Regions from separate parts of the Anas platyrhynchos genome. Here all the other regions are linked to region 1. Evidence: chromatin contacts called from public Hi-C data. All regions are on one chromosome and are shown on one strand. The core of a region is the stretch at or near the end of the contact, and the rest is flanking DNA. Distances in the headings are between cores, read along the strand shown.

Evidence for each region. A called contact is a pair of places that touch in the nucleus more often than the background predicts.
Region 2: a contact with region 1 is called in a Hi-C map of liver, with 3 times the contacts expected there. The contact joins two enhancer-like sites. A contact is called at or near these places in 2 of 8 Hi-C or Micro-C datasets (liver and skeletal muscle).
Region 3: a Hi-C map of subcutaneous adipose tissue shows a contact between it and region 1, with 3 times the contacts expected there. The contact joins the promoter of LOC139998677 here to the enhancer-like site in region 1. A contact is called at or near these places in 5 of 8 Hi-C or Micro-C datasets (liver, skeletal muscle and subcutaneous adipose tissue).

Annotation. Positions count from the first base shown.
Region 1 is chr14:1,753,783-1,758,714 of IASCAAS_PekinDuck_T2T, forward strand. All of the region lies in intron 1 of LOC110354619 (a long non-coding RNA gene), which reads right to left. Among named protein-coding and RNA genes, the nearest start is that of IRF1, 34 kb to the left of the region's middle. Within about 2 kb of position 2,204, at least 3 of the 8 cell types and tissues checked have an H3K27ac peak or open chromatin away from gene starts, as enhancers often do. A contact at or near this core is called in subcutaneous adipose tissue, where this site is marked.
Region 2 is chr14:1,796,999-1,801,930 of IASCAAS_PekinDuck_T2T, forward strand. LOC101799219 (solute carrier family 22 member 4) reads right to left here. Exons shown (of 10, transcript XM_027468658.3): 4 at 4,083-4,254; 5 at 2,646-2,772; 6 at 1,062-1,162; 7 at 1-103. Among named protein-coding and RNA genes, the nearest start is that of PDLIM4, 57 kb to the right of the region's middle. Within about 2 kb of position 2,458, at least 3 of the 8 cell types and tissues checked have an H3K27ac peak or open chromatin away from gene starts, as enhancers often do.
Region 3 is chr14:1,705,539-1,710,470 of IASCAAS_PekinDuck_T2T, forward strand. LOC139998677 (interleukin-5-like) reads left to right here and starts at 2,309. Exons shown (of 4, transcript XM_072023405.1): 1 at 2,309-2,859; 2 at 3,022-3,054; 3 at 4,777-4,911. The coding sequence starts at 2,680.

The sequences.
Region 1 (4,932 bases), core at 954-3,453:
GATTCAGGCCAACCACCGGTGAAATAACTGTACCAGATGAACCCCATTTGTGTCATGTAGCTGCCACAAAGCCTCCCTAAGCGGGGTTCACTTAAAACAAGCCATCTCACCCTTCTCACTGACAGCAGGGAACGATCTCGTTCAGGAGATGCCGAGCAGGGCCCAGCACCTCAGGGACCCCTTCCCCAGGGACTGTGGGGGCAGCCTCAGCTGGGGCTCGTTTGGGCTCTTCAAATTAGCACCACAAGGAGGAATTGTGGATGCATTTTACTAAAGGCAATGCAAAGGCCCTGTAAGGCAAAGGGCATGGACCCAAATTCCACTTACACACACAAAAATCCTAGAGCACACCAGCACAGCCCAGCCCATCCCCTGCTGAATATCCTCAGTTTTCTCACACACAGCAAGAGTACAGCCCCCCCGTGGCTGCCTTTATGACTGTCCCGAAGGAGGAATTGATTATATATTGATGAATTAGCCGAGATTGACAGGCTCATTAGCGGAACAATTTAATATGCTCATGAATTAAACTTCTGTGCTGCTCAGAGTGAGCTGGGCAGCCAAGGGCAGTCACAGGAGCTCCGTATCACGATGAACACACAGCATGGCAGCGGCTGGATGGCACCACACAGCTTCCTTCATGTGGCCTCGGGCATGGCAGCAGGAGGATGTGACACCCCCGGGGCCACCCTGCCCTCTGGTGCAACCCATCCCAGCCCTCCTTAATCCTACAAACAGCCCCTGCTCAGCCAGCACACCTGAGCTAGAAGGGAAGCTCCTGCTCTCCCTCCTGGCCAGCAGGGAGCCACTGAGGGATACAGCTCTTGGACTCTCCCTCATCCTTTTCTTTAGCCAGATTCGCCTCTGCTTCCTCCCCCAAATCCCAGCCCCTTCCACCTCCTTCTGCACACCCAGCCCAGTTTTCCTGCTCCATCCCGGCTGGTGGAGCTCAGCCTGCATTTGGTGAGTTCTCCACCGTGCCTCACAGTGGCTATATTGAAAAAACTTCAGCATCATTAAAAAAAAAAAGAAAAAAAAAGTTATTTGCTTTTTTTTCAGCTAATGCAGCCGAGCACCCTGCAGGATGGGGCTGTGTCTGGCAGAGCCCCACAGCTGCTGTGCAGCGATAAGTGCGGCCGCCGCGGCAGGCTGCCTTCCCCTGCAGCAGCTCAAGATGAGACAGGAAAGGGTGGGATGGGTGTCAGCATGAGAACAAGTTGTGACAAACAGGAGGCTGAGGCTCCTGGCTTACCAGAGATGCTGAGGAGAGCATCGCAGCTCGCCCTGGGAGGGAACAAAACCTCCCTGGCACACACGATGGGCTCCAGGGGGCACAGACCCTAAAACAGCTGTGTTTTGCATGCTTTGGTACACTTTTCTCTCCAGCTGTGCTGCAGGCCACATACAGGCTCTTTGCTGTCACACCACAGAGCTGATCCTGACCTCCAGCCCCGAGAACAAACTCCACACGGCTGCAGATGTGGAGGTTTTTGTGCAGGGCCCTAGGACCACGGGAGATGGGGCTCCCATGGGAGAGCTCAAAGCTGCTGCTGGAGGCTGGCTTCGGCCTCCAGAGCCAAGAATTGGGCAGAAACAAAGCTGAGCCATGCCCAGGCTTCCTGAACCCGGGCTGGCAGCTGGGGATTTGGGCTCCAAGGGAAGGAAAGTCATTGTGGGCACAAGCTGGCTCACGGAGGCCTTGCAGGCACTCCCTTGTGCCTGCCAAACAGCGTGGGCATTGTGTGCAGCCCCTGCTGGGATTAAATAAGAACAGAGAAACGTTCTGTTGAGGACTGACAACTGCAAGCTGCGCTTCCAGCATGCGAGGGAAAAGGAGACGAGAAAGGAAAAGAGACTGAAAGGAACCACGCACTTCTCCGAGTGTTCAAAACAAGGTTCTGGCACAAGATTTGGGTCCCAAACTGGTGAAACTAAGCCCAGGGGTTCACATCTTCCTGCCAGCTGCACCCCACAGCGTGGGCAGGGCCAGCAGCCCCCACCCTCAGCCTGAGGTCCTCCTGCGAGACCTCTCGGGGCTGCTGCTCTGCTCCCAGGAGGGGGGAAGGACAGGGAAGGCAGCAGGGGGAAGCACTCCTCGTTTCACTTGTTTCACAGCACTTTTCGGGCCGTGCCGCTGCCCTGGCCGGCTCCCAGCCCTCCGGGAGCTGCACCCGGGGCCACCCGCGCTTCTCGTGGGTGCCACCGCCCTCTGCAGTCCCCGGGGGAAGGCGCAGCTCAACGCCACGAGCCCTCGGCTTCCTCTCCTGCAGCCCCTGCCTCGGGTCTTGTCGCTCCCACCAAGTCCCAGCCCTGAAGGAAATTCATCTGAGGACTCATCTGCCTGCTGCAGGAGCGGTAGGGATGGAGCTGGGGTGCAGGGAACACAACCCAGTGCCCCCATGTGCCCAGGAGCAGGGCTTGGCCACCCCTTCCTCCACCCATGCAGTTTGGGACGTGCCTGACTCAGATTAAAACTGGTTATTTTAGGCTCCCTTTAAGGTCAGTAAAGGCCTAGCCAATTTTAAGCAGAACAATCCCCATCCCCTCCCACGGCCTTGCCTCATTTCTGCTCCCCCCTCCTGCAGCCGCTGGTCGTGCAAGAAATGCTCAGCTGGGATGCTGGGTGCAAGGAACTGATTTTGCCAGCTCACATGGCACTGATCATGCCCCAAACATGCCAGCTATGCTGCTGCTCCAGCAGCTACTTTCTCAGATTAACACTCAAAGCAGAAATGTTTTTTTTAGTAAGCCATTCATTGTTACCTATGAAATCTACACAGCTTTCTGCTTGGTGCTAAAAGCAGAAACAGCACGTTTCATTTTGGGGTTGTATTAGCACGAATGCTGGAGTATTTGCTTTGTAGCAGCACGCTAATTACAGAAGCAGCCTGGCCTGTGGCTTGCGTGCAGAGCAGAAAGCAGAAGATAAGATGAGCATCTGCACCAAGGGCTCCAGCATCGGGACATTTTGGGCTCCGAGACCAAGGCAGCTCCCTTTAGTCCCCCCATTCCCCAGTGCCACATCCCCCTGGTGCCCTTTGCCTCTGCCCCCAGCTGTGCTCCTAAAAGCACCGATGAAACCGCTGTGATCGCACAAATCCTGTGACAGCACAGCACGGAGCTGCCGGCCCCTCTGCAGCACAGACTGGTGCTGGTTTCCAGGACCCATTAACCTCAGCAAGAGCTCGTGGGCCAAACTCATCCAGTGTTCAGTTCTGACAAAGCCTGTGCCGTTTTCCCAGTGATGAATTTGTAGTTGTAGCTCCAGAATTGTAATGCAATGTTTTGGTGCAGGGGCACACGAGTGCTCTGCCTGAAAACCGACGTGCCCGAGGCTCTGAACACCGAAATCCCCAAACTCACATAGTCACAAGACACCCCGGTAACACAAACACACCCCCATCGTACCGTGTCTCCTTCCCGTACGAGATGAAGGCTGCCCACTCGCTATTCTGTTTCTCAGCATTATTCAGGTGGCAGCCCTAAGCTTGGCACTCCCCAAGTGCACTTCTAATCCTGCTCTGAAGACAAAACTTATCTCAGAGGCTCCTCTAAGCTGCTCCGTACCAGAACACTTGTGCAGCCCAGAGCTTGCTTCAAAGTCTTGTGTCTTGAGCTGAGGCCAAGAGCAGTGAAAATCACGCTGCCTTTTAGCGCCCATCCAAATTTTCCCTTAATTTTCAGATGGCATCAGCAAACACTTTGTATACCCAAACCTCAGCTCTCTGTGAGCTCTGGTGCTGCTCCGGGCACTCCTGCAGAGCATCCCTGCCGCTGCCACCAGCACTGTTAGAGGTGCTGTGCCCCACAGCCAAGCTCCTGTTGCTCTGCCCCACCACAGCCCGAGGGGCTCTCAGGGCAGCTTCACCTCTCTGCTGCCTGGCTCCTGCATGCGGCCACCTCCTGGCCCCGGCCTTTTGGGTACGTACCTGCACCCAGCACACACCCTTGGCTCACAAACCCCAAAAAGCAGATGCAGCCACATGGCCGGAGCAACACACGTGAATATTCACCGAATACAGGCTGCCTTGCCCAAATATGCTCCTGGCTGTCTGCTGGATGGGGTTTTTCTTCCCAGCTGCAGCATCCATTCCTTCTCGCTCCTGATGTGCCCTGCACAGTGGGAGCAGGAGTGTTGCTCCCCCTGCTCACCTGCACCTGCACAGCCCAGGGATGGAGGGCTCTGTTCCCAAAGGGAGAGCGGGCAGAGAGCACGGCTCTTGCCAAAGGACCAAGCTGAATTTCATCTGCCAAAGGTAAGCGTAAAGCTCTGGGTTTTCAGCTCTCCAACATCAGCCTCTGGGGAATCTGTTTGCACCCCAGTGGCATTTATCAGAGCCACAAATAACGCCTGACCTGATGTAGAACAGAGGGGAATTTAGCTTTTGGCTCATTATAATCTGTTTAACTCAGTTTATATTCAGCCAACGGGTCTTTCAGAACCTGCTCTCCCTTCCCAAACTGGGAGCTAATTCCTTGTGTTTGGGGCTAATTCCTTGCCCAGAGCAGCGTGCAGCGGGGGGGCTGCACTGCTCCGAGGAAAGGCCACCGGTGTGGGCTTGTCCCCCAGCCAGCCGCCTCGCCTCGCCTCCCCCCTTGGCCAGAGTCCTGCACCAAGCACAGCAACAAGAACCAAGCCGAGGCAGGCGTCCAGGGAGAAAAAACCAGCTCGAATAAGCAGGGCTGGCAGAGCCATAACCCCCCGGGAACCCGAGAACCGGGCCCTGCGGGGGCACGGCGCGGCTGGGCTGGGGGGGCCGGGGGCTGCGGGGGGCTGCCCCAGCCCCGCTGTTGGTTCTCCCACCCCCGCCGTTATTTCCCCACCTTACCCTTACCCCTCCGGACCCCGCCGTTATTTCCCCCACCCTCTCCCCCTGCCCTCCTAGGGGAGGCGGCTGCCGCCCCCCGGCCGGGCGCTGCGCACCCCGGGCG
Region 2 (4,932 bases), core at 1,208-3,707, 43 kb after region 1:
TGGGACTTCAACAACCGCCAGGAGGAAGCAGTTGATGTAGACATTGCCATGCAGGTTTGGAGTGTTAAGGGAGAGGCCAAAGTAACCAACTGACGTGAAAAACCTGAGAAAAGCAAGAAGAACAAATTATTCCAGAAACACCATTCTCTGAACACCTCCGATGCTGCCTCAGAGGTTGTTACAAAACTGGGACGCTGCAAAACATTGCCATGGACATCGTGGCTTAAAAACCTCAGTGGCAACCCCAACTTTCTAATTCTGCCATCCCTTGCAGTGCTCATATCCACAGCAGCGTGCGGAGCCCTCTGATTTCTCTCCTTCCTCCATATCCTGAACCAAGCACTAGGCTTTGTGGAAGTCAGTCACAAAGGCTTTTCACTGCAACGGGCACCTCGAAACAAGTCTGGGAAGCTTCCCACGCCAGCTACGTTCCTACTCGCAGCAAACTCCAGGGACAGGCTCTCCCACCCTCGGCACTTTGGTTACGTCTCACTGGACTCTTCTCAACAGAGCTGGACCTCCAGGATTCAAACCTCAAGAGTGCCTTGCTAGGGCACGCCAGGCGTGCCAGCCAGTTCCTTTCTGCTGGGGGAAATATGTACAGAAAAGGGCCGCAGTTGGGCTACATGGCACTATTTGGTCGTCATTCCTTGTGGTTGCCCAGGCAGGGACCAGGATCCCAATGAGAGAGGCACTGCACAGAAACACAACGAAAATGCTGGCCATGGGTCTGGCTCTGGTTCTGCCTCTGCTTTGAGACATTTCTCTTCAAAGAGAGATTATGGAGATGGGAGCTTCTTAAAACAAAAGCAAAAAAAAAAATAAATCACACGTTGCTACATGTATTTTCTTAATTATTTCCCATCTGAATTGAGGCTACCATCCCCACACCTGTACGTATTAATGCAGTGAGGGTGCGGGGGCCGCTGAGGGGCACGAACCAGCCAAGGACCACGTGTGGGTAGGCTCCGAGGCTGAAACTCATCTAAACCTGTGGCATGTGCCCTCAAATCAGAAATCGTTCTATTGCCTGGGTACTTTAGGAATACACATTTCCTTACCACAAAAGTAATGACATAATAGTAATAGTTGCAATGTTTCGGGTTCGAAATAGGTCCAGAAGGATAGCCTTCTGCTGCTGCTGAGGCTTCGAATCCTGCATCTGAAGGAAAAAGGAAGACAAAACCAAAAAAATTCCCACACCTCAGAGCACAACAACCTTTTGCACACCCACACGTCGGGGCAGTTACGAGGTTACGGCTATCCCAGGGCCCCACCAGGCAGCCCAAGCTCTGCAGCGGGGTGCAGTCCTCAGGTAGCGCTCGTCTCTGCACCCAGCTGTGCTCCGCGGCACCTTCCAGGGTTTGTTAAACGGGAGCACCGGGACCTCGGCACCGTGCTGACTACTGAACAAGGAGCATTACTGACAAGAGAGATGCACGAGCACTTCCTTAAGGATCTGACACAGTCCTTCCAGGAGCAGCCTCATGACCGGAGGCATTTTTCCGTGCGCTGCACTCAGCTCTCTTTGTTCAACTTTCGTAAATGGGGTGAGATTAATGCAAGTTATCGCCCGCTTTTGCTGCCTGGTCTCAAAAACACACGAGTGGTTGACAGCAGACCCACCCCCTGGGGCCTGAAAGAGTCAGGTCCAAAATGAAGGACAACTGAGCTCTGGCTGTGAAGGAGAGTGCTTCCAGAGTTCCCATAGCTGGAACGTGTGCGAGAATTTACAGCACAGCAGATGCTTGGAGAGGAGATCTTCAGCCCAGCCAAAGTTTGAGCAGGACGCTCGATGAGCCGATGCTGCCAGCAAGGGCGCAGCATTTCCCTCCTGCAGATACCCCAAAGGGGTGCGCGGTGCTTTGCTCTCTTCTGTGTCAGCAGACAGAAAACGCAGGTGCTGGTAAGATGCAGGAAGGTCGGGTCTGACACACAGACCCACGGCGTTGCGGATTTCTCTGCGCAGGAGCCGTGCCCGTGCCTCTTCAGCAGGAGCTCTGGGGGAGGATGAGCTGCCGGGGGGGAGGCGAGCACAAAACCCATCCGTGCTGCCGCGGCCGTGAGCCTGCTCGGTGCCAGGCTTCCTCCTCTTAACCAATAAATACGAAATGCAAGAAAAAAATCAGCCTGCAGAAGAATTTCAGCTGATCCGAGGCCTTCTCTCCAGTCATGTTTCAAGGGCACTTGAGGCATTCGGTGCTCTGTGTGACTGGAGCATCCTGCGGGTCACCGTGGGGCCCCGGCACACGTGGACCTGGACTTGGTGCCCCCGTGCAGCCCCCGTGAAGAGCCCCTGTTAAAGTGCAAACCGCTGACACCGCGCTGGGACGGGGCTGAACGCGTCCTCCTCGGCTCTCCTCCGTGCCCGAAGGGTGAAGCAAGCTGGGTCACCCTTGCTCTGAAAACCACAACCAACCACTGCTGCGGAACAGAGCTTTACTGTAAAAAGCAAACAAATAAGTAAGCCCTCTGGCTTCTCGTCTCGACTTTGCTAACCCAACACTTACCTCACGCCAACAGCCAGCGCCAGCCCCTGTGAGCTGCTGCTGGAAGCCATTCCTGCCCTGGCATTTCACAACAAGTCAACTGGCCAAAGGGGAAAGCTGCTGACGAGGTAAAGTGACAGGGCACGTGAAACATACCTCCGCGGTGTCGAAAATCACAGCCGGGGCTGGAATGCCATTTATTTTTGCAGCCTTGCGGATAATAGCTTCTGCCTCTTTATATCTTCCCTGGGAGATCAGCCACCGAGGGGATTCAGGAATGATCCTGCAATAAGTTTCAGAATAAATGACTCAACGTTTTCACAAAAGTGAAGCATTATTAAAGCCACATGCACAGTTTTTTTTTGAACTGCGCTCTCATCTCGCAAATTACTCGTGGTTGAACACGGTCAGCGCAGAAGCATGCAGGCAATGTAATTCCTGAACGTGTCCCACTGGGACCAGTGGGAGAGCTCAAGCTGAAGGAGATGCTTGGGCCCTTCTCCTAGGGGGCCTGCTTTTTTTTTTTTTCTTTTTTAAAGACTGATGTTACTGGACAGACAGAAAATATGGGGGTAGCTTAACCATCGTTAAGCAAAATTATTCTTAGGGAACTGCACGCAGCGTGGAAATGCTTTAAATGCACAGAGGATATATTTAAAGGCTCTGTGTCACAGGAATCTATACACAAACCTCACGATTTTACTACAACTCTCCTAGGCTCAGGACAGAGGCACTGTCCCCATGCAGAGCTGATGGCATTTTCTAATCACTTCCACACATGCGTTGAGTGAATTAACACTGACCACGGGACAGAAAATCTCACCTTTCCTTAACTTAATCCTGTGACCTTAACAAATGCTTCCTCGCTCCCGTTAGCCAGCAATAATTTCATGGTGCCTGTCAGGCTGAGAACAGCACTAACTTTTCCTAATCTGTTTTTTCAGCCTCTCGGGGCAGAGCACCCATGGGCAAGTGAGGGTGCACCTACACTGAGGTGGATGGGCGCAGCAGGGAGAGGAAAGAAAACATGGGCTCAGCCACTGAGACAAGAGCAAGGGATGGCTCAGAGGAGCTGAGCATTTATGAGGGACCTGTGGGGCCCTCACGAGGTCCCCACCACTGCTGGGTTTCAGTGTGAGCTCTCTTCTTGCCTTTCAGTGCCAGCAGGGCTGCAGACACACTCGCTTTGGCAGCCAAAGCAAAGCCTGGGAGCGCACACCTCTGCCTGGTGACATTTAGCGCTGTCACCTGCCAGCCTTCCACTCAGCTTTTAGTACCCATCGGCAGCTGAATCCTCATTAAATATGGCTTAAAGAAAAAAGCAGGGAAGAAAGGTTAGACTGAATCATCCAGCACTACCACAGCTACCAGGTGGTTAACAGTGTCCAGAATTAGGGGCCAAAGTTCCCCAGCTGCTCCAGAGAGCTGGTGGCACAAGTGCCCCCAGGCACATGGTGAGCACCAGGGAGGATCAGTGGGCAGGTAGCTGGGCTGAACACAGGCAAAACAAAAACAAAACACAAAGCAAAATAAAACACTGGGCCCTGGAGAGAATTGGGCACAAGGGGAGAGCATCGGGCGCGTTGCACTCACCACCAGAGCGGGACGCAGAACAGCCCCGGGACGGTGAGCGCCAGCAGCAGCATCCGCCAGTCTCTGATGAAGTAAGCAAACAGTGGCAGCAACATGTAGCCAATTGCAAAAAATATGCAAACTCCTAACGTAGAGAATATAATACGAACTGATTTGCCAAGAATTTCTGTGCCTGTTTAAAACAAGGGAGGTTGGATTAGCATTTTTAACTCTTCCTTCGCCGTCACGACTAAATACTTTACTGCATTTATAAAATAAAGCTAAACAACGTTAGAAAAGAGTTTAAATGTAAAGAGATAAAATTTATCTTATATAACACTTTAATTGACACTGCCAAGGAGTAATGGTCCAAAAGGTGATGGTCATTACAGAGCTATTAGCATGGGGGGAGTTCCTCCCGATTTTCAGCGTTCAGACCTGCCCAGTAACTAAAAATGCCTGGGATTGTTGGGGGCTCCCCGGGGATGGAGCAGCTTCTGCTTGCTGTGATTAACGCGCTGCCCGACACAGGTGAGGGCAGGCCTGGGCCAGCAGCTGACAGACTGCCAGGAGCCTTCCCGATGTGCTTGGAGGAGAAATAGGCATTGCCCCCTTTCACTAGATTGGGATTTAAAACCCCTTAATTAAAGGTTAAAACCCTTAATATTGCAGAGCGATTGGAAAAAAATACCAGAGACTTAAAAACCAAGCAACCAAACCAAAAAGCTATTTAATAGCTACAAGAGTTTCCATTTCAGAAGCTTGGGGTAACTGAAAAAAATCACGAGAAGATGCAAACAAGGACTCTTAGGGTCAGGAAGGGTGTGTTAAAAAATAAACTGCTGTCTTCCTCTGCTGATGGCTCTTGCTT
Region 3 (4,932 bases), core at 1,059-3,558, 48 kb before region 1:
TGCTGCACCATATCCATGCTGCATTACTTAATCGGAGCAGCACAGAAAGCTTATCTGGGCATCGTAACTTCGTGCTTATCTAGATGAATGAGCAAAACCAGATACTGCAGATGCAGCTTCCAGCTAATGATGCCTCCAAAAAAAATCCGGAGGTGATGGTAGCATGTCAGTTCACGTGTCTCACTTCAGGGCCACCTCTCTCAGCACTGCAGTGTGTCGAACTGCCCTTGATTAGATTATTTATTCACTTTCATATTCCTGATCATTCCAAATTCAGATGGAGTAACTTCGGGTCAATCCAAGAGTTTGAATTTGCATTCAGTGCTTTTTTTCTCCAGCCTTCAAAAATTCTTCAGAATTATTTTATTTTTATTACTACCAATTCTGTTTGTGTTCGTGGTGCCTTCACTCTGCCCATGCTCACAGATCAGATAGATTCCAGACCTGTGGAGACCAAGGTTTACAGCATGGAGAAGGTCAAGATCTGTTGCTTTCATCACCCTTTTTGTTCTTAGAGGTGTCCTTCATCTTCTTAACCATGAACTCACATGTAAAAAGCCCTCAGAACAATGATGAAGCTGAGACTGAAAGCAATGACAACAGTTTGTGTGGGGACACTGAGCCAGTTTAGGGAAAAAAAAAAGACACAGGGAGAGTTTGAAGTTATTTCATGAAGAAGCAGGGGTAAAAAATGGGAACTGCATCACAAAGTCTTACTGTTTTGGAGTATGTGACAAAATGATGCAATGGTCATGAAAACATGAAGAACAAACAGGGCAAAGACAAGCTCATGATAGTGGTATTTGTAATAAATAAACAAAACAATGTAATTCTTGGGAACCAGGAATGAATGTCCTAATTAAAAAGAAAAGAAAAGCCCATTAAATTTGCCAAGGGAAAAAAGGAATTGTACAGTTCATACAAAGTTCTGGAACAGTGCTGCAATTCCACAGAAGTGATCAAAAACCCGAAACTCAAAAGGGAGGAAAAGTAAAGAAAGGCTTGAGACAGAAAATCTGTTAGCAGGCAAGTTGGCCAGGAACAAAATGGAGCTGTGCTGTGTGTGATGAGAAGACCCGAGCAGGAGGGATGGCAGCAGCTCCCCCAGGGACAGGACCAGCTCTGGCATGGGCTGAGCCAGCCCTGGGCAGAGGCAAAGATTAACAAAAAAATAATAAAAAAAAATTACACAGCAGGCTGGAGGTCCTGCAGCCCTTCAAAACCATGGTGCCCATGCAGGCCTCCAGGGACAGGGTCAGGGTCAATAGCTTGCCTGGCTGGTGGGTACAGCCCCAGTGCCTGCAGAAGGGGAAGGGGGCTCTGCCCCAAAACAGAACGCCAGTGACTGGGGTCAGCAGGCAGGGACCTGGGGGTCCGCCTGGGCCAGCCCCTGCTCAGGCAGGGCCACATTGCTGCAGGTTTGTGGGAGGTAAGTTGGAACAGACCATAAAACACTTCTTGCTGTTGCCGGAAGCGCAGTGGGCCAAAAAAGGGCTTTATGAGTTCATTCCCAGCATTCACAAGTTCAGCTGACAGAGTCTTTCTGCGGGGCTCCCTCGGTTCCCACTGATGCCACCGAGATCCTGTGCTGCAAGGCCGCGGTCCCTGCAGCTGCGTGATGAGAAGGCACCGCAGATAAACTGGCAGCGCAAAGACACTATCTAGTGATAGGGATGACAAACCAAGCAAGTGAAACTGGCAGCGACCAGCCAGATGGTTATTCTCAGCTGCACCACATAACCACCGCTGACTCTCCCAGTTTGAGGCACCGAGACACCGGGGTGTCACTCAGCTGCTGCAGCCTCAGGGCCCCGCTGCCAGCCCTGAGCTGCTCAGCACCACCAGCCAGGCAGCAACGTGCAGAAAGCAGGCGGTGATGTTAAGCAGACAGAAACATAACGGGGCCCTGAGGTTTGCCACCGCTTCCTCCGAGCAGCCAGAGCACTGCAGGGACAGGAGCGTGCGGCTGCGAGGCCCTCGGAGCTGCCCACGGTTGGAGCCCCACAGAAGGGAACCAGTAAGGGTTTCCCCGAGGGAACAGGGCTCCCTGGCCTTGCTGCATGGCCCCAGTGATCTCAAGCAAAGAACCATGACACTTCCAAGTGAACAAACACTCAGGTGTGACTCCCACAAGCTGTCCCCATCCCAGGCATGGTGGTGCTGCCCTGCTGGTGCTTCACCACCTGCCCTCCCTGCACATGCTCTGGGCAGTGGCACAGCCTCGAGTTAACTACTTGAGAGAATACCTGCATTTCAGTAACGTCTTATCAGAATTATTGCACAAACACAGCTGGTTTCTTTCCAGACATTAGTCCACCGATTTTCTGTGGTTGCTTTTTTCTCTGACAGTGCAGTCTTACATCGCCTATCAGTGGGCTGCGCCGTTATCAGCGGAGCCGGCCCCGATCTCTGGGGAAGTGTGGTGGGGCTGGCAGCTGCCTGGTCATGCTTCGGGTCATTCTGTGAGTTGCTGACTGAAAAAAATAAGAGGCCACATCCTTGCATCTTTACTACCTACTTCTGTGGAAATGCTGATTGGGTAAGGAGTATGCCCAAAGATTAATCACAAAATTTACTGGAACCTTTCCCTTCCAGAATGTCTCAACATGTGGTCTTTCTTTCTATATCAGTTTCAAAAATCAACCCAAAGTGTTTATTTCCCTGTACAGAGAACATAAAATGGTAGAGGACCAGCGCAGAAGCACTGACAGGTTCTCTGAGCACATCAGAGCAATGAGGACTCATCTGTATCTTATTTTTCTGGCTGCAGGCATCTATGCTGCTCCCCACATAAGCAATATAGCAGAGTTACTGTCACTACTACAACAGATGAAGAATTCAATGACAGGGGACAGTCTGGTAAGTTCAATTTATACTCTTTAAATATACAGTTTGATATATTGATGTACTGAATCATCTTATTCTCTAAATACTTAGGTTGTATTGAAAGTTTAATTTTATTTTCATTGGTGTTAATGATGATATTTGAAAGGCTTAATCAATAAATATATTATTTTTCAGAATCTGAGAATTGAAACTCCAGCTTCTATAGATGTAAGTAAACTTTTTTTAATTTTTTTTTTTCATATCTTTAGTCGTTGGAAATTAAGATAGCTTGTAAAGTTATCTCCTAAAATACTCCACTTGTATATAAGTATAAATGAAGCTATTATAATGTTATTAAATACTGGTAAAAGGTTATTAAAAATAATCAAGTGAGTCAAAGAAAAATATCTTATGATATAAAAGTAGCCAAGGACAGTAATACAGCATCTATTCTTGTTCTAGGTTTTTGTAATACTTCTGCAGAACACACACTGATTTTCTGAATCAACTTTTTAAATGATGGACAATAAAAAGGCAAGAGGAATGAACTCATTCACATTTCTTGCCTGTCCATCTCCATCCTACCTATTTAGTTTTTATTTTTATCAAGCTATTTAGTCTAATTTTAGAACACCTTTTTATACATGTTCCATCAACGAGGGTAGTTGTATTACCACATCTTGTCCAAATGATGTGGCTTGTGAGAACATCCTAGGACCAAAACACTGACTTACTGTGTATCCATGAACGGTGCCTGTCTTAACAGGAGGACCAAGTTCCTCTGAGTGCATTTTCTATCTCCGTTTGCTTCTCCAAAAACTTCTCATATTCCTTGGCACTTCAGAAAGATCCATGTTCCCTCTCTGCGTAAAGGCGATTTTCTCTGCAAGCTGACTTTAAATACAACTTTCTCTTGACACAAACACTGTTAATGAGACTCTGTTCTACTGCACATTGACTGGAAATTAGGTTTTAATGTGAGATCACATTCCAGCACAGGGTTCTTCATACTATATCACAGCCAGATAGGTGAGAATACACCCAGAGTAGTTAATTTACTGCAGGAACAGTACATCATAGGCATGGTGCTGACCTTCGGCAGCCATCCGTGTTTTCCCCAGCCATTGCTGATTTTTACTTCATTTTTATCACCTTCTTTTCCTGTTACACTTCTCCCCGCTCCATCCCTGCTTCTGATAGCAGCGTCCTCCTCATTCCCTCTTTCTGAGTTTAATGGATTTCTTCCAAAACAACTCCATGCTGGCAAGCATCATCACTCTGTGCTCTGCTTCTGTCTTGTGTCCCCTTCAACCTTTCTGGCCACCTTGCCCAGACCTTGGAGACAAACGCCAGCTACTGCTTTGCAGAAGAGGACAGGCACGCCTTGTGTGGCACTCCCCGGGGCAGGACAGGGCCACCAGGGCCAGGAGAGCAGAGCACGCCCATTCCCACTCCCCTCTTAGCACACAGCCGTCAGCTGTCACGGGGGTTAGAGCAGGGAGTAGTTTTGGGTTCAGTTAATTGCTTTCTTTCACATTCCAGAGTCAGCCAGTTGCAGCTACTAGCGCAGACAGCATCTTGCATCCAAACTGAAGGCATGAGCCAGAATTATCTGCTGGTACGAGCAGATGTAAGAAATCAAACCAGTCTTCAGATTGCTGTAAAAAGGCAAGGACTGTGTTTTGAGATGATTCTGTGTTTAATCTGGACATTACAAAACAGAGACTATCAGAAAGCTGACACAAACTATCAACTGCTAGAGTACCTAAAAGTGGGCACCAGGCAGGCATATGTGCCTAAGTAACTTGCAGACGTGAGCTCTGAAGTCAGTAACACCATTTTTGTCACCCAGCCAGCTGGATGTCAGCCAAGAAGACTTATTAATAAACTAATTGTAGTTCATAGTTTCAAATTCCTGTTTCTCAATTTTGGCCTTTCCTTCCATCTTAGAATGTAAACTGCATTGACACATTGTTTGAAGGAGTGGAACTGTTGAAAAATAATTCTGACTTGAAGAAATTCAGTGTCTTTTTCCAAAAGTTTGAAAGACTGAAGCAATCTCTCATACCAAGCCTGGCAGAAGAGGTAAGAATTTATTTCTTGGCT